6 separate regions of the Mus musculus genome follow, and regions 1, 2, 3, 4 and 6 are each linked to region 5. The links are chromatin contacts, called in public Hi-C, HiCAR-type and promoter capture Hi-C maps. All regions are on one chromosome and are shown on one strand. Each heading gives the region's core, a stretch centred on a gene start, on an enhancer-like site or on the middle of the called end of the contact. The rest is flanking DNA. Distances are from core to core; before and after follow the strand shown.

The links. Promoter capture Hi-C pulls out the DNA fragments that hold promoters and counts their contacts. Hi-C and Micro-C count contacts between places; a contact is called where the count stands out from the background. HiCAR-type assays count read pairs that join an accessible place to other places.
Region 1: a contact with region 5 is called in a Hi-C map of cardiomyocytes, with 5 times the contacts expected there. The contact joins the promoter of 2310010J17Rik here to the promoter of Fzd4 in region 5. A contact is called at or near these places in 3 of 39 promoter capture datasets (liver and pre-B cells), 4 of 484 Hi-C or Micro-C datasets (LSK cells, cardiomyocytes, cerebral cortex and 1 more) and 2 of 115 datasets of contacts at active chromatin or transcription factors (astrocytes and neural progenitor cells).
Region 2: a promoter capture Hi-C map of liver shows a contact between it and region 5, with 3 times the contacts expected there. The contact joins the promoter of E230029C05Rik here to the promoter of Fzd4 in region 5. A contact is called at or near these places in 2 of 39 promoter capture datasets (liver and pre-B cells), 1 of 484 Hi-C or Micro-C datasets (embryonic stem cells), 1 of 115 datasets of contacts at active chromatin or transcription factors (pancreatic cancer cells) and 1 of 9 other capture datasets (liver).
Region 3: a Hi-C map of uterus shows a contact between it and region 5, with 4 times the contacts expected there. The contact joins the promoter of Eed here to the promoter of Fzd4 in region 5. A contact is called at or near these places in 5 of 484 Hi-C or Micro-C datasets (the HL-1 cell line, cardiomyocytes, embryonic stem cells and 1 more), 4 of 115 datasets of contacts at active chromatin or transcription factors (astrocytes, stem cell-derived neural progenitor cells and trophoblast stem cells) and 2 of 9 other capture datasets (adipose tissue and liver).
Region 4: a contact with region 5 is called in a HiCAR-type map of embryonic stem cells, with 4 times the contacts expected there. The contact joins the promoter of Hikeshi here to the promoter of Fzd4 in region 5. A contact is called at or near these places in 2 of 39 promoter capture datasets (liver and pre-B cells), 1 of 484 Hi-C or Micro-C datasets (embryonic stem cells), 4 of 115 datasets of contacts at active chromatin or transcription factors (embryonic stem cells, extraembryonic endoderm stem cells, fibro-adipogenic progenitors and 1 more) and 1 of 9 other capture datasets (adipose tissue).
Region 6: a promoter capture Hi-C map of neural stem cells shows a contact between it and region 5. The contact joins the promoter of Rab38 here to the promoter of Fzd4 in region 5. A contact is called at or near these places in 2 of 39 promoter capture datasets (embryonic stem cells and neural stem cells).

What each region holds. Positions count from the first base shown.
Region 1 is chr7:90,128,630-90,131,329 of GRCm38.p6, reverse strand. It overlaps 2310010J17Rik (RIKEN cDNA 2310010J17 gene), which reads left to right and starts at 1,394. Exons shown (of 3, transcript NR_046007.1): 1 at 1,394-1,458. It overlaps Picalm (phosphatidylinositol binding clathrin assembly protein), which reads right to left and starts at 1,117. Exons shown (of 20, transcript NM_001360867.1): 1 at 628-1,117. The coding sequence starts at 757.
Region 2 is chr7:90,027,727-90,030,426 of GRCm38.p6, reverse strand. E230029C05Rik (RIKEN cDNA E230029C05 gene) reads right to left here and starts at 1,268. Exons shown (of 6, transcript NR_110365.1): 1 at 1,200-1,268.
Region 3 is chr7:89,979,601-89,982,300 of GRCm38.p6, reverse strand. It overlaps Eed (embryonic ectoderm development), which reads left to right and starts at 1,325. Exons shown (of 12, transcript NM_021876.3): 1 at 1,325-1,889. The coding sequence starts at 1,776. RefSeq lists cis regulatory regions at 848-855, 1,051-1,058, an enhancer at 1,030-1,066 and a promoter at 1-1,489.
Region 4 is chr7:89,939,947-89,942,646 of GRCm38.p6, reverse strand. It overlaps Hikeshi (heat shock protein nuclear import factor), which reads left to right and starts at 1,443. Exons shown (of 5, transcript NM_026304.3): 1 at 1,443-1,678. The coding sequence starts at 1,649.
Region 5 is chr7:89,403,052-89,405,751 of GRCm38.p6, reverse strand. Fzd4 (frizzled class receptor 4) reads right to left here and starts at 1,386. Exons shown (of 2, transcript NM_008055.4): 1 at 781-1,386. The coding sequence starts at 1,065. It also overlaps a transcript of Tmem135 not described here.
Region 6 is chr7:88,429,004-88,431,703 of GRCm38.p6, reverse strand. Rab38 (RAB38, member RAS oncogene family) reads right to left here and starts at 1,431. Exons shown (of 3, transcript NM_028238.7): 1 at 1,101-1,431. The coding sequence starts at 1,302.

The DNA of each region.
Region 1 (2,700 bases), core at 145-2,644, 730 kb before region 5:
AATGGCAAAGATGACCGAAAAGGTAGATAGAAAGGTAGAAAAGGAAACCACAAAGAAATGGGAGGAGGGGAAAAACACTTCAAGAGCTGAGAAGTGACAGAAATCTGGTCCCACCAAGCAGAGTTAGTACGGAAATACGAAAAAAAAAAAAAAAAAAAAAAAGAAAGGAAAGGGAATTTTAAAAAGCTAATGGAACAATGGGGCGGTGAGCCTGAGTCCTGGAGACATTAGCCGGGGAATCACTGAGCGGACGGCTGCTAGGAGGTACGGGACGGGTGGGATGGAAGGGCAAAAGGGGCTGCAGTAGCTGGGAGAGGAGTCTGAGTGAGGAGCTGGGTGGGAGGCAAGTTGGTGGAGCGCGATGGGCTTGGTGGTGCCGGGGGCTAGGAGGCGAGGGTCTCAGGGGATCTCTGGGGGCGCAATGGATTGTCACATTTTTTTTCTCTCTTTTGAGAGAAGAGCAGAGGCCGTTAAAGGCAGGTGTGATGGGAGCAGAAAAGAACACACAGCTCGACCAGGCACAGGAGCCATCGTGCAGATAAGACGCAGGGAGGGAAGAGGCAGCCCAAGAGAGAGAGGAGGACGATGGAGAGGGGTCGGGAGAGGATGCGGGGGGTCTTCACTCACAGTCCAGGTGCTTTTTCTTGGGGCCCATGATCTCGTGGGTCGTGGCCTTGCATACTGTCTTAGATACCGCGGAGCCAGTGACACTGTGCTGGGCCGCGGTGATTCGGTCCGTCAGGCTCTGGCCAGACATCTCTGCGGCTCGTCCGCCACCCCTTCCGCTCCGCAGCCGGCGGGGCCTGGGACCCCCAAGCGCCCGAGGGTCCCCACCCCCCACCGCACCCCCTACCCCCACCGGCTCCCCGCCCGCCTGCCGGCCTGGGGCGGGGCTCAGGGCCGCGCGCCGCCACCCGCTCCGAGAGCCCCGGCTCGCGTGTTCCCCCGGCGGGCTCCCACACCAAGTCGGGGCCACTCCCGGGTCCCGCGCCTCAGCCTCGGCCCACCCCTTCCCTGGTCAGCTGGAGCCCGACCGGGTAAGAGGGCCAGGCAGCTGCAGGAAAATGGCGGCGCCAGGCTCCTCCTCGGAGCTTTCCGGGCTGCCCCTAGGTCACGTGACTCGGGTTCCGCCCCCTGCTCGCTTCCTCCCGCCCCTTCTCCCTTCCCTTTCCTCTCCGGCGCGCCCCCCTCCCTCGCTCCGGCGAGGGAAGAGCGGGGCGGCGCCCGCGCGCTACGTGGTGGAACCCGCCCGGCGGGCGCAACAGGAGGCCCGCCCGCGGGGGACGGCGCGGCCCGCCGCGTCACGTGACGCGCCCTGCCAACAGGTCGCCCGAGGCAGGGCCCCGCGTGTCGTAGGGGGGCGGGGGGGAGGGGCGGCCCGCTGCGCCCCTCTTTCACCCCGGAGGCGAGGACGCCCGCCCTCGTGTCAGAGGCTGACGCCGTGGGCTTGACAAAGAGGTGAGGCAGCTGCTGCCTGTGCGTAGTTTTCACCCCGAACTGGAGGTGCCTGGGCTCCGGGGCTTCGCCTCGCTCAATTTGGCGCCGACCCCACGGCCCTCCTCCTGCCTTAAAGAAAACGGCTCCAGCCAGTCTCTTTCTGAGCCTACACACAGGCCTCTTCAAATGCACCCCGCTCTCCCTTTTAGTAACAGGGCTTTGGGGCTTTTTTTTTTTTTTTCACCCCCTCGTCTTCTTTGAGAGTGTTGGAAACGTCACCTAGTTTTGTTTATCTCGACTTACTAAGAGTCGCCACGTTCCTGCCAGTCTAAATTTAGATAGAAGCCAGCCCGGTATTCATTCTCTGCGGTGTCAAATACGACAGGAAACACATAGCTTCAGTGGAATTTGAAAAGGGAAGTAGTAGGGTGATGTCAACAGTGATTAACTTGACCCTACAAGGCTGACAACCAGCGAGATTAAAGGTCCACACCATAGAAGGAAGTGAGACAGCTCGGTAAAAGGAGAAGTCCCATTCAGAGTCAGACATCAGTACCTGCGATCTCCCCTGGTTTAGCCTTTCTTCCCTTTGGCCTCTTTTCTCCTCTTGTGTGAGCCAGATTTCCATGGAAAGATATTGACTCTGCCCTGTAGGCATTTTAGACCAGTATTACATCCCGAGACTTAGATCTATGAAATCCAGAAGATCTATGAACAAAGCCTTTTTAAATGTTACTAGTGCTCCACATTTAACTCAAGAGTTAGGGATAAATTTTAAATTCTCTGTGAATGTTAAGTTACCATCATGGTTCTATGTAATCTTGCTAGTTTCAAATGAGATTCGAGCGTACTCAAAATCTGTGTACACCATCTGCCAACCAAATCTAGAATATTGCGCTTAAATCTGTTAACTCTCAACGGATGAAAAGCTAATAGATGTTTAAAATTGTGTGTGGTATGAGGAATTCTGTGGTCTCTTCACATTCCCTTTCTATCTCACACGCCATTCTGAAGCACGGTGATTTTGGCAAGAACTCACAATTCTTATTAAGGCTGCAGGTTTCATTCTTGTCACACCAGCTTGAGAATTCACAAAACTGTAAAACTCCCTTTGGTGCATCTGCATTCCATTTGTAATTTGGTACCCTGTGTTTATCAGGCAGTGGAATGACCGGGAATTTTTGTTTGGTTGGTTTTTGTCTGTGGTGTGTACTCATGTATGCATGTTCACGTGACCCACATGTGTGTGCAAGTTTTAATCCA
Region 2 (2,700 bases), core at 19-2,518, 620 kb before region 5:
GAAAAATATTCGCCTCCCAGAGCCACTGTGGGGATTAACTGGGGAGAGTTCCTGGTACTGCCAGCATGTTGGCCACTTGCAGGCTGAGGCAGTTCACATAATCTGCGGGGTGGGGGATGATTCTCTTCCCCACTTTGGCGAGAGGTTTGATGAAGCGGCAGAGGAGTTACAGAAAGAAAATGTCTTCCAGGAAAGCAGAGTCCCAGAGGATGTGCCAAAAATGCAAGACTATTGTAGAGAAGGAGAAGCAGACAGAGGTTTCGTGAGCAATGAGACCCCCTCAACACCGTCCCCAGAGGTAGAACTGAGAGCCCCACTCCTGGGTTGAAGCGATGCTTTTCAATCCTACGAGACTGATTACAAAAACAGCTGCCCCGGCTCCAGGAAGGTTGTCTCTGCTCTTTATAAGGAAAAGATGACGTGCCCAGATGCTGGCCAGGGCAGGCCCCCTTTTCCATCAGGATCTCGGAAAGGTTGAGAACGGAATGTCCACTAAGCAGACATTGTCACACGCTGTCCCTACAACATCTGAGATATGTGCAGGACAGAAGATTGAGGGGCACGGGTGGGGAGCAGCTCCCTGCCCTGTCTGAATAATAAACACAATATCTGAGGGGAATGTGCCACAGGCTGAAGAAATTTAATAAAGGCCAGATCCAGACATAAACACACTGTGTGGCTTGCAACAGACAGTGAAGTGTGTGCCGTGTGAATTGAGTTCTCCTTTCCGAGAGTCCTTGATATAATTTAGGAGCCGCTTCTTGCCAATAAGCCATGATGCTCCCTGCCACTCTGGCCGTCTGCGTAAATTCTGATCATTTGCTCCTGACCCAGCTATCTACTGAGTACTTCACATCCCAGGCATTGGAGGGAGACGTGGACTCTCTGGTCTCATTCTAAGAAAGGAGAGGAAGTTGCTTTGTAAAAACCCAGGCTCTTCCTTTTGCACATCATTTGTGGGAAAGGGTATCTGCCTCTCTTAGCTGCATATGGAGAAAATAATTTCATGCAGAGAAGCTTGGTTCTGGCGTTTGCCAAGCGCCTCATCCATCTGGGGGCAAGCCCAAGACTGCAAGCCGCGCGGAGCAGCAGAACACGTTGCTATGGTAACTTGGCACCACACACCTTTGATCCTTTATGTCAGCCTCCTTCCCAGTCCCCCAACCCAAACCTGCACATTCCCTTTATAAGCAGCATACCTTCTCAGAAGATGGACAGCTTTTCTTCATTCTTACACAGCCAGTTATAAAGACATGTTATAAGGCACTTGGACAAAGGGGTAGTGCTTCCTTTTAAAGGTCAAGGCTCGGCTGGTTTTACTTCCTGATACACAGCCGTGACTGAGACCCATGTTAGCTTATCTTCTATAGAAGACTTAACTTTCAAATCCCTTTCATACATTAGTGGACTTTATCACCATGCTGTTTTAACCTCAGGCTTAAACAACCCTAAAAGACAAGAAAATGAGCCCATTAAACATTCTGTGCCCAGAAGCACCCATGTAAGGTAGAGCTAATTTTCCTGCTTTGCAAATGGGAAAATAGTATGAAACGGTCAGTGAGCAGTGGCAAGAGGAACGGTGAACGGGTGAGATGGGTCCGTGGATAAAGGTGCTTGCTAAGCCTAATGACCTGAGTTTGATGCTTGGGACCTGCATCATGAACTTCTGAACTTTGTTCTCTGACCTCAACAGGCATGCTATGGCATGCATGCACCTTTGCATACAAATAAATATAAAAATATTTCTTTTGAAAAAGATGAGGAAGCCGGGCGTGGTGGCGCACGCCTTTAATCCCAGCACTCGGGAGGCAGAGGCAGGTGAATCTCTTGAGTTCGAGGCCAGCCTGGTCTACAAAGTGAGTTCCAGGACAGCCAGGGCTATACAGAGAAACCCTGTCTCGAAAAACCAAAAAAAAAAAAAAAAAAAAAGAAAAAGAAAAAGATGAGGAACGGAACCAGGTTTCTGAACTCCAAATTTTATGCACTGCTCTTATATCTCACCTGATGTTCAGTCGCTTTCAGCCTTCATTATTTTACAAATAATAATAATAATAACAATAACAACAATAATAATACAGATGCATTCAAAGCAACAGCCAGGTTGTGTTTTTCTTTCTTCCTTTCTTTCTTCCTTTCTTTTCTGTCTGTGTGTATGTCTGTCTGTCTTTCTTTTTGGTTTGTGAGACAGGGTTTCTCTGTGTAGCCCTGGCTGTCCTAGAACTTGCTTTGTAGACTAGACTAGTCTCAAACTCACAGAGATCTGCCTGACCCTGTACCCCGCATGCTTTGGTTTCTTAAAAATAGCTTTATCAGCCAGGCTTGGTGGCACAAACTCCAGCACCAAGAAAGAAGAGGGCATCTACCCATTGAGCCAGCACTGCTGGGACATGTTGGTAATCCCAGCACTAGGGAGACAGGCAAGAGGATCTCCAAAATTTCCATGTCAGCATGAGTGACATAGTGAGTTTGAGGCAAGCCTGGGTGACTTAGCAAGCCTCTGGCTCAAAAAAAAAAAAAAAAAAAAAAAAAAAATATATATATATATATATATACATATATGTGTGTGTGTGTGTGTGTGTGTGTGTGTGTGTGTATTTTACACCGCTTACAAATGTACAATGCAATGATTTTTAAAGTTTGTAAGGTGAGGAATATACTGGGGTAACTCACATGCTCTGCAGTCTTGCCCACTTGAAGCCT
Region 3 (2,700 bases), core at 76-2,575, 580 kb before region 5:
TTATTATTTGTCTGTCAAGATTGTACCTGAGGGGACAAGTGAGCTGGCTCAGTGGTTAAGGCTGGCTACAGGCTGGCTACAGGCTGGCTACAGACTGGCTACAGGCTGGCTCGCAAACGTTAGTGACTCCAGTCCCAGGGATCCAACATCCTCTGACTTTGTGTACCAGTACAGACATGTGGGGCACAGACATACACACACTCATACACACATTTTTTTTAATCTAAAAATGAAAAATTAAAGAGTTTTTAATGATACGGGCAAATTTAGTTACCTTTCCCTATATTAAAAAATTGCCTTTTACCTAAGTCTCACAAACTCATGCAGTTGCTCACAGTGACTTATAGGTCTTGTCAGTTTCCTAGAGCCTCAGCTTTCAACAGCTAAAACGAACACTTAAGACTATGAATTATGACAATTCAGAACCATGTAATTTTTATTTATTTATTTTTGGAAAGAGGGTCTATAACGAAGCCCAGGCTGTCCTGGAACTCCTCGTGTAGACCAAACCAGTGTGTAGCTCTAACACACTGCAATCGACCTGCCTCTGACACCCTAGTGCTGGAATAAAAGGCATGCCCCCATACTCTGTCCGATCCATACAATTAAAAAAATTTTTTTTCAAACAGGTTTTTAGTAAATAGCCTTGATTGGCTCGGAACTTGCTATGTCGACCAGGATGATCTAAAGATTGAGGCGAGCAGGCAGTACTTCCGTTGTTGCCCTTCCGATGTTGGATTACTAGAATGTATCATGCATCACAAGGTATTTTTACTTAAGTCTAAATATGTAATTTAAAATACAGGCTTACTTAAGCCAATAGTGGCACCAACCGGTTGAATATAACCAATCATTGTAATAAGTATTTATTAGATAAAATATCTGCCCAGAACGGAGGCGTGTCCGTAGGCACTGATTTGGTACCGTTTTGAAATCCTCCCCGAAGCTTCAGAAACCGGTGGAAAGACTACCTGGTTCAGCAGACAGAACCGAGGGGAGGAGGGGCCAGGAGGCGGCCTGTCGTCTCCGTAACCCAGCGCGAGAATACGCCTCAGCGCATGCGCACCTGCAGGTGGGACCCGTCCATGTGCCCGATGGGGGAGGCGAGCAGGGAACAGCCTATAGATTTTGAATCTCTCCCTTCAAAAAAAGAATCTAGGCTGTGAGAAGTTCCGTAAACACTAACTCGAAGTTGTTCTCCCGAGCTCCGCATCAGGGACCGTAGACACAGACCCCCTAAAACAAGAGGTGACTTCTCTTTCCTCCCCCCTCCCTCGGGAGCAGTGGTGGGCCGATCCAGGCCACAGACTTTCGTTCGTTTGCAGCGGGTCGGAGATCGAAGGATTGAGCCAATTGCGGATGAAACGTCTTGGCCAGGAAGGGGGTGAGGGAGCAGCCCTTTGAGTTCCGCCTCGTCTCTAGGCGCTGGTGGGGAAGGGGGACGTAGGAAACCCCTGCCCTCTGAGCCAGCAGATCCGACGCCTCGGTGCAAAGTGTCGAGAGGGCGGCGGGAAAACCGCCCGCCCGGACCAAGGGACGGGAAGCAGCCGGGAAGCCGTGCGGGAGGGCGCGCGCGTGCGCGCCCCTTTTTCAGCAGTGTGGCGGGGTCGCACGCACGCCCGCCTCGGCGGCTGGGCGCGATTTGCGACAGTGGGGGGGGCGGCGGCGGTGGCGGCGCCGGCAGCTTTGCGGCAGGCTCGGGCCGGGCGTGCTTGACGGCGGTGTGGCGGAGGCCCCGCCCGAGGCGGCAAGAACCTGGAGGGAGGCGGAGGAACATGTCCGAGAGGGAAGTGTCGACTGCGCCGGCGGGAACAGACATGCCCGCGGCCAAGAAGCAGAAGTTGAGCAGCGACGAGAACAGCAACCCGGACCTCTCGGGAGACGAAAATGTGAGTGCAGCCCCGCCTGTCCCGGGACTGTGGAGTAGAAGTTTCAGGTTCTTTGGTAACTGCGGTCGGGGCCGGCGGGCGGGCGGCCGTGGGGGGAGGGAAAGGTGTCACCCGCGCTCAGGAGAACGCAGGCGTGCGGGGAAGTCCGGTTTGGCTGGGGCTTTCGAGCTGGGACTGCGGCAGATAGCAAGCAGAAAGTTGTCGAGGAGCGGATTAAAGGTCCCAAAGGGTCTGCGAGGTCCGCTCAGATCGTCCCTGCGTGGGAGACGGAGTTTGTGCCTTTGGGGGCTTGACGCTGATTGCGAATCTGAGATTGTACTTACTGGTTTAAAAGGCATGCTCGAGGTAAGAGGTTCAGTTTTCCCCAGGAAAGTTGGTACGAAGGGTCCTCGTAAGGATCCGAGGGGCTGTGTCACTGTAGAGCACTACGGGATCTTCAGGATGGAAAGTATAGATCTCTGGCTTGGGTTTACGTGACCGTGCGGTTATGTATGCCCCTTTCCATGGAAGTGCGGTGTGCCTTCGTGTCGACTTTTTTGTGGAAGGAGTAGAATCGAGAAGATCGTAGAGGGGGAGCCACCTTTGATTAAGGCAAAGGAGGGAACAGTTTGAAAGTTTTTGCTTAATGTAAAGGGATTGGAAGATTTCAGGCCACCGTGGTAAATTCTGTACTTGAGCCAAGTGTGAAGATTAAGGGAAGTCGGTGCTTAGAGAAATGCCGCCCCGTAAAAAAAAAAAAAAAAAAAAAAAAAAAAAAAAAATACTATGCAAGCGTTGTAAAGAGTACTAGACACGTGTTCTAATAATTAGA
Region 4 (2,700 bases), core at 194-2,693, 540 kb before region 5:
GTGTTTCCAATGAGCCTTTTCTGGAAATGCATCCAGAACTCAAAGGACAAGTCAGTCAGTTATGGGGCTGTGTGTGTGTGTAATGCCAGCCCTCGGGAGGTGGAGGAGAAGGATCAGGAATCCAGTATTATCCTCGACTACACAGCACGGTCCAGGCTAGTCTAAATTATGCAAAACCTTGTCTATTTAAAAAACAAACAAACAGAGAGACAAATAAATGAATAAAAACAAACAAACAAACACCAATCCCAAAAGATGAGCAGCAGTGTCACACACTTTTTTATTTTTTGGCTTTTTGAGACAGGGTTTCTCCGTGTAGCCTTGGCTGTCCTGGAACTCACTTTGTAGACCAGGCTGGCCTCGAACTCAGAAATCTGCCTGCCTCTGCCTCCCATGTGTGGGATTAAAGGTGTGCGCCACCACGCCCAGCTAGTATCAGATACTTTTAATTGTAGCATTTAGCAGGTAGAGGGAAGCAGATCTGAGTTTGATGCCAGTCTGGTCTAGAGTGAGTTCCAGAACAGCTCAGGCTACATCGAGAAACCCTGTCTTGGAAAACAACTCCCCAAAGTGAGAAAACTTAGATTATTATTTTTTTTAAAAGGCATTTTTACAACAAAACTCCCTAAGCAGCACCAGACCCTATTCTTAGTGGCAGTTATCAATTAATTCATCATTTAATCCTTCCAGCAACCCAATAGGTCTATTTGTCTCAGTTTGCAGATGATTGACTGATGAAGCTGTTATATAGCTTGCCTACAGTTGTACAGCACATTAGTTGGGGCGGGGAGGAAGCACAAGTGAAGCACTACAAGAAATATAAGCAAGAACACAACTACGTGTTAAAACTAGTATTTAGTGGGGAAAAGGACTTCTGGACCTCTATAGCTTTAGTGGTCCACGCCTATAATTCCAGCAATTGGAGGCTGAGAAAGGAGTGCACAAGTTCGAGGTCTACCTGGGCTAGGTAATAAGACACTGCCATAAAAATGAGATAAAAATATATTAACATTTTTGATATAATGTTTGTCAGGAAGAATGCAGTAAGTTGGTTGCAACTTGAATTTACGCTCCAAAAATCAATTTTTCAAGCTTCCGGGCAGGTTATGCCGAACCAATTGCCCTCCGTATAAAACGGAGATAATATTTATCCCATTAAGCTTTTGAAAGGAGAGGCTGGGTGAAACGATTCTGGCAAAGGCGTATTGTTACTCCTAAAATGTTACACAACCGCCAGAAAGGTCTTCTCCCAGCACCACCTTTAGAAACTTTGACTCACACAGGCACGGAAATCATGTACTATCAGTAGTAACTTTCAAATTCTCCCGGCTCGCCCTCTGGGAGGCTGGCGCACTGCACTATGGGATTTGTAGTCTTAGCGCGATACCAGCTCCTCCTTACTACCTTAGAAGGAGGAAATGGGTGTAATGACCCGGAAGTACTCGTTCCGGAGAGGCGTGCAAGTTAGGAAGGAAGGGTCAGAGGTCGCCGGCCCAGATGCGTTCCTGTGTTGTTATGTAGTGGAGGGTCACGTTCCTTCCTGCAAATTCTGGAAGGTTCTTGAGTTCAATTAGGACAGTGGCTGCGGAATTCCTGGTGTCCGGCCTGAGGTGCCCGCTGGCCTAGCAGAGGCGCCGAGGGCGCTGCCATGTTTGGCTGCCTGGTGGCGGGGAGGCTGGTGAGGATGGCCCGGGCGGTGGCAGGAAGGGGTCGGTGACTGAGAGCTGGGTGGTGGCACGGTGCACGGCGCTTGGAACGCGGGGAAACCTGGTCATTGTGCTTTTTTTCCTGGGCGTGTGCGACGGACGGGCAATGGGACGCTGGCCCCACTCTTAGCTGTGTTTGCGAGGCTGTCAGGATGTGACTGCATTTTGTTGAGTGCGGATTTTGTTCCACCTGCTGGGTTGAGTGCTGTAGTTACTTGTTAATTTCAGCCTTCTGTACGGCATTTCGCCGTAACCGTGGTAACTCGTGAGCTAGTCTTTCTCTCTTTGCTGTTCAGGAACGTACACTCAGTAGATAGTGTAGTAATTACTCTTGTAAATTGATAATGCTACTTAGAAGTAAAGCTGAGATTTGTAATCTAAAGCTAAGTGGTTTTCGGAAAAATTCAATTTTCCGGACAATGAAGGTGTTTTGTTTTGTTTTTCCTTTTTGGTGTCTTTGGAAGGCCCCCCCCCCCCTTTCAGAAGTTTACCGACCCAGTTTAAAATACAATAATTGCAAGTTGCTTAATAGAAATGACTGAAATTTAGGTGTGAGCCGTACCTGTGATAACTAAAGGATTCGAGTACAATGCTTTCTTTTTGGTCAGAGAGATGCCCTTGCTTAGCCAGAGCCTTAGAATGAAATGAAATGAAATGAGTGCGGGAGTGGTTGAGGAGTAACCAGAGTGAATCTTGTTTGCTCTTTAGAAACCAGCGATGTATCCGTCTTGAGACGTGACTCCTTTCTCTTTAGAGCTATTCTTGTTTTGTTTCTCCTTGTTTTGTTAAATACTGCAACCTCTTTGTTAAATTGTGCCTCACGTGTGGTAAGCGAGAGCTCCACGCCTCCGTTTTCACCAGCTTTTGATAATGTATTCTATACACGCTGCTCTTAAGAAAAACACGTGGTTCCAAGAAACCATGGACTTCTGTCTGCAGTGAATGGGAGGCTCCTGTGGAGGTGAGGTAGTGCTAACCCTGGTCAATAGCTTTT
Region 5 (2,700 bases), core at 137-2,636:
TAACTATGTTATATATGCAAATTACTTTTCACTTATTATTGTAGGAAGAACTTCTATATCATTACACATTACCAAAGTTTTAACATCTTAATGACTGTTAAGAAAAGGAGGGAAAAAAAGAAAAGGAAAAAAGAAGTTTTCAAATATGCACACTACCTTCCTGGAGCCTTTTCAGTCCTTCCAAAAATTAAACCTGCCTCCAACGTTAAGGACAAGAAAGAACTCGGGCCAACCTAACCACTCTTTCCTGTATGACCTCTAAAAAGTGCAGGACGACGGCGGGGCATTCTGCAGAAAACAGACAGCGATGTTTTATTTGGTAACCTACACCCAAAAATACAGGCAAAAGGGAGGTCGATGAGCGACCTGGAAGGGCGAAGTTCTGTCTCCTTATCACTCCTTCCAAGATTTAGGTGCAACCCGCTGCCCTGCCAGGACTCGCCCACCAAGCAGCGGCTGCCGGAATCCTTGGCAAAGATAGCCCTCAACTCCACTGGGGTTAGGGGCTTGGCCAGACATGGGCAGGGGAGAAAAACGGAAGGGCGGGGTGTAAGAATAGGTTCTTTCGCGGGCCAGATGACTTACACAACGTTTTGGCTTCCAGTCTCCAAGAGGGACAGAAAAGTGGGGGGTGGGGTGCGGGTTGGAAATCACTTTCTCAGGAGTTGTACCCTCAAGTTAGGAAGGGACCAGGAGGCTCGATCTGTCAGGGATTCCAAGGAAGGAGTTTGGGAGTCTCTGTCTACCGAGTCCTCCGGGGATGGGGGTAGGGGCACCCACCTGCAGCTGGCTGGAGCAGCCGTACTGGATGAGCGGCGTGAAAGTTGTCAGCTGCAGCTCGGCGTCTGTCTGCAGCTCGTGTCCCACTAAGTTGGGCATCTTGGTCACGTTGTAGCCGAGGTTCTGGCACATGGCGATGCGGATGGGGTCGCAGCGCCGCTCCTCCTCGTCCCCGAACCCCAGTGTCGGCCGCAGGAGCAGGAGGAACTGCAGCAGCAGCCCCAGCCTGAGCCCGACGCCTCCAGGCGCCCCCCGGCTGCTCGGCCCTGTGCCCGGCCAGGCCATGGCCAGAGCTGCGGGCAGCAGCGGCAGAGGCTGATCTAGCAGACACCCCCAGTTTGCACAGGGGCGCCGGTGGCCGCGCTGCTCCCAACTCCGGATAGGGAATGCGGTAAGGCGCCAAGGGCGACAAGGGGGCAGCAGTCGCCTCTCCAGCAGTTGTACGAGAATGTGCGGGATATCAGACGTCCGGAGCCCGGGCCGAGGGATGGACTGCTAGGGTCATGGCTGCAGGCGGCGATCCCAGAACTCGGCGCCGGCCGAGTCCGGCTTTTCGGCGAAGCCCGCCTGCACTCTACGCCGCGCTGTTCTCACCGCCCCAGCGCTCTGTGGCGCTGGAGGTTCGCAGGGCGGGGGCGGGGCGGGACGGACAACGCGACTGTCCAATGAAAGCCCCCCCTGGTCAGAGGGGGCGGGAAGGGGCGGGGCTCCTCTCCTGCTGTAAGGGTCAGGCCCCCGCCCGCGGCTTGATCCTCTCTCCCTTGCTCGCTCCAGAGGCGCCCCGCCCCGCTTGGCTTCCCGGCGCTCGGCGTCCTCCCACCCGGATCCATTGCACGCTGTGGCCAGGCGGCGATGGAGCCCCGTGGCTCCTGCCCAGCCAACCTGCTCTTCTCTTTCAGGTGAGACGTGCTCCCACATCTATGCCCCTTTCACGTCCTTCCCCTTACAGCTGTCACCTCCGGCCCCGTGGCCACCTCTGTATCAAGCAAAATAATGAACACAAAGAACACGGTATTTGGGGTTTACACAGATTGTGGCTTTAAATCCTGGCTGTGTGACCTTGAGCAAATTGCCCAACCTCTCCGCGTCAGGTTCCTCATCCGTAAAGTGACTTGGGAGGATTAGCGATAAAGCCTGAAAGGCTTAGAGCTGGTGCCTGGTACAGTTCGCAGAAAATTTCACCTCTAGCCAGTGGGGCTGGCGCCCGCCCCCCGGCCCCGCCCCGCACTCGGCGCGACCTGCGCCGGGAGCAGCCGGTCTGCAGTCGCCGTGGGGGAGGCGCTCCGGAGCAACAGAGCAGCCGATGGGCTCGCGCTCCGATTTCCTCACCGTACGAAATGAAATTCCACAGGGGGATTCGAAAGGAAATGAGGCCGGGACGCTCCGTGCTTCTCGGCCCGCCGCCCTTCCTGTCTCGGGGACACGGTTTCTAAATAAGGTTGGGAGGGTAAGAGCGCGGGAGGGAAGAGGCTTGACCTGTGCACTCGAAGCGAGGAAGGCGCACAAGCCCCAAGGACGCCCCTTCCCAGACCCGGGACACCCTTCCCCTGCATCCTGCACTTTTTTCGTTCCCATTCTTGCTCTCCGTGGCACTCTGGGGGTCGGCAGATGTTCCCACCCGTGTTCCAATCCAGCTTCTCTCTTCTTCACCCACAAAGAAAGGACTCTGTATTGGGTCCACCCTCTCTCTGCTTCCCATTTGGCCAGTGGAACTCTCAGCAGGTGATTTCCCAAACCATGTACTTGTTACTTGCTGAGACTAAAAGGAGCCTCCAACTGGCCACGCAGTAGGCCAGTTTCTGAGTGAAGTCCATCCATGCTCTCCTGTCACATAGCGGTTCTCAGTACCGGAGTAGTGTAGATCATCTAGCACAGTGACCGATGAATAATGCTCTATAATAACTCGGCTGCCACTTTTTG
Region 6 (2,700 bases), core at 182-2,681, 970 kb after region 5:
AGGCATGCCCAGGTTACAAGCAGCCAGGTAGGACCCAGTATTGAGCACTAACTATAGCCTGCCTCAGTCTTTATTGTGGCTAGGAGCTGGTAGAAGCTGTTAGTCAAACTCTGATTTCATACTTTAGATTTCTCAAAAAATACACCAAGATCAAATCAAGGAATCTTAAAGCAAACGACATTAACATCACCATAACCCCGACCCTTGCCTCTAGGGAGGCAGAGGCAAGTGGGTCTCTATGAGGTCAAGGTCAGCTTGATATAGGTTAGCAGAGTTACATGACGGGACCCTGTCTCCGTTTTGTTTTTGTTTTTGTGGTTTTTTTTTTAATGTTTTCCTAAAAAACATACACAGTCTCCTGTTTGAAATGGAAAGTGAAGAAGAGATAGCCAAGGATGGAGGGAGACGGAAGAGAGATGGGGAAGAGGGGAGTGGAGTGAGAAGAGATAGTTCGTTCTAGATGTATACAAATTTAGCATCTCAAATTTTTCTGACTGAAGAGGCCAATAAGCAAGGAGATGATAGTAGTGAGATTTGAAAGAAACTAAATTCCTAAGATAATCCTGCTCCTTCTTAAATTTCCTAGGGGCTTCCCCTCTAAACACGAAGGATGAAAGCCACGTGAGATACTCTGGGCCAAGTCGCGGCTACCTGTGTCCAGAAAAGGACTAGAATGAAACAAGAATGCGACTACAATCTCCTTGTGAGTCCAGGCGACAGCCTTCTCTGCACCCAAGAATCCCAGGAGAAAGTGGTTCGCTTTCTCACAGCCAGTGAGAGCCAGCGAAGTTATCTAGAAGTTACAGGTAGAGTGGGGACGACTCCAACAGAAACAACAGCAAAAGAAAAAAAAAAAAAAAAAAAAGGAAAGAAAGAAAAGAAAACACTTCCATTTCTTTGAAATCAGGTTTCCAAGCCATTAAGCCAAACTTTCCAAGAGTGGAGCGCCCAGGCGATCCGGATCTCCTGCTTGATTGCACTCAAGGGTCCCGGGACTGGAACCGACTGAAAAGTCATTTTCCACTCCCCGAACCTTCACCCCCGAACTCCTCACTGGCTCACTCCACCCTCACCCGTTGCGCGCTGCTCTGATCGCTCACCAGCAATGTCCCAGAGCTGCAAGCGCACCACCGTCTCTGGGTCCCAGTGGAGCACCTTCAGCGCGAAGTCCACACCAATGGTGGCCCGGTAGTGCGAGGAGAAGTTTTGGTGCACATAGCGCTTGATAATGCTGGTCTTGCCCACACCCAGGTCGCCGATCACCAGCAGCTTGTACAGGTGCTCCTTGTGAGGTGTCTGCATCCTGGAGGCCCGCGGGTCTTGCGGAGCCTGGAGCTTGCTCTGGGAAGCACAGCCGGGGCTGGGCACCGACGGAGACCGGAGCTCTATGTGGGCGCTTAGGCTAGGCGTGCTGGCGCAGGATAGGGAGCTGGTGCGGAACTCCTCCCCCGGGTTTAATCCTCCTTCCTACTCTGCGGACTCCAGAGTGGGAGGAGACAAGAGCAACTCCTGGGACTGGAAGCTAAAGGACCCGGGACCCCAGTGCTACTGCCTGTCAAGCTGGTATTTGCACAGTGCTTTACTCCTTTCACAGAGATTTTTCTCTCGCCTCCCGTCCATGACACAAACTTATGTGGATTTTGTTTTCCACGTTCTGCCGGGGAGAGAACTGAGTGTCGAAAAATACCCAGGTCTTCTGAGGCTATTAAGCCCTGTTGCCACCCACACAGTGTTGTAAAGTTGGGGAGACCTTGAGAAACAGCAAAGCAGTAGACTTAGGTCTTCTCTGGCCCTTAGAGTTGAAAGAATTTAGGCAAACCCTTTAATCTCCTTTTGCCTGGGCTTCTATAAAGTGGTAATGCTATCTCTTAGCGCCTATTCAACTGTTAATGACCTAAAGTAGAGGCCACCTGAGAGGAAATGCTAAGGGCTTACTTTTCTTTCAGCCTCCACTCCTATCCTAAATTCTCCAAGCTGAACAACACACAAGTGGTCTTATCATTGTAAGTAGCGGCAGATGTTTATAAATCTTCTCATACACACCATTTAGTCATCCTGGAAGTCTTAAAAGTATCATTATTTTTCCTTTTACAAGTGAGGAGTCCCACTTTAGAAATGTAAAGAAAACGCCTATTTCAAATCCAGGTCTTCTTCGGTTTCAACGCCTTCTTTCTTTCTTTCTTCCTTTCTTTCTTTCTTTCTTTCTTTCTTTTTCTTTTTCTTTTTCTTTTTTTTTTTTGGGGGGGGGAGGGAAGCCATGGTTTTATTTTTATTATTGATTGATTGATTGATTGTGGTTTTTTTTTTATTAGGTATTTTCCTCGTTTACATTTCCACTGCTATCCCAAAAGTCCCCCATACCCCCCCCCCCAATCCCCTACCCACCCACTCCCGCTTTTTGGCCCTGGCGTTCCCCTGTACTGGGGCATATAAAGTTTGCAAGTCCAAAGGGCCTCTCTTTCCAGTGATGGCTGACTAGGCCATCTTTTGATACATATGCAGCTAGAGACAAGAGCTCCAGGGTTCTGGTTAGTTCATATTGTTGTTCCACATATAGGGTTTCAGTTCTCTTTAGCTCCTTGGGTACTTTCTCTAGCTCCTCCATTGGGGGCCGTGTGACCCATCCAATAGCTGACTGTGAACATCCACTTCTGCGTTTGCTAGGCCCCTGCATAGTTTCACAAGAGACAGCCATATCTG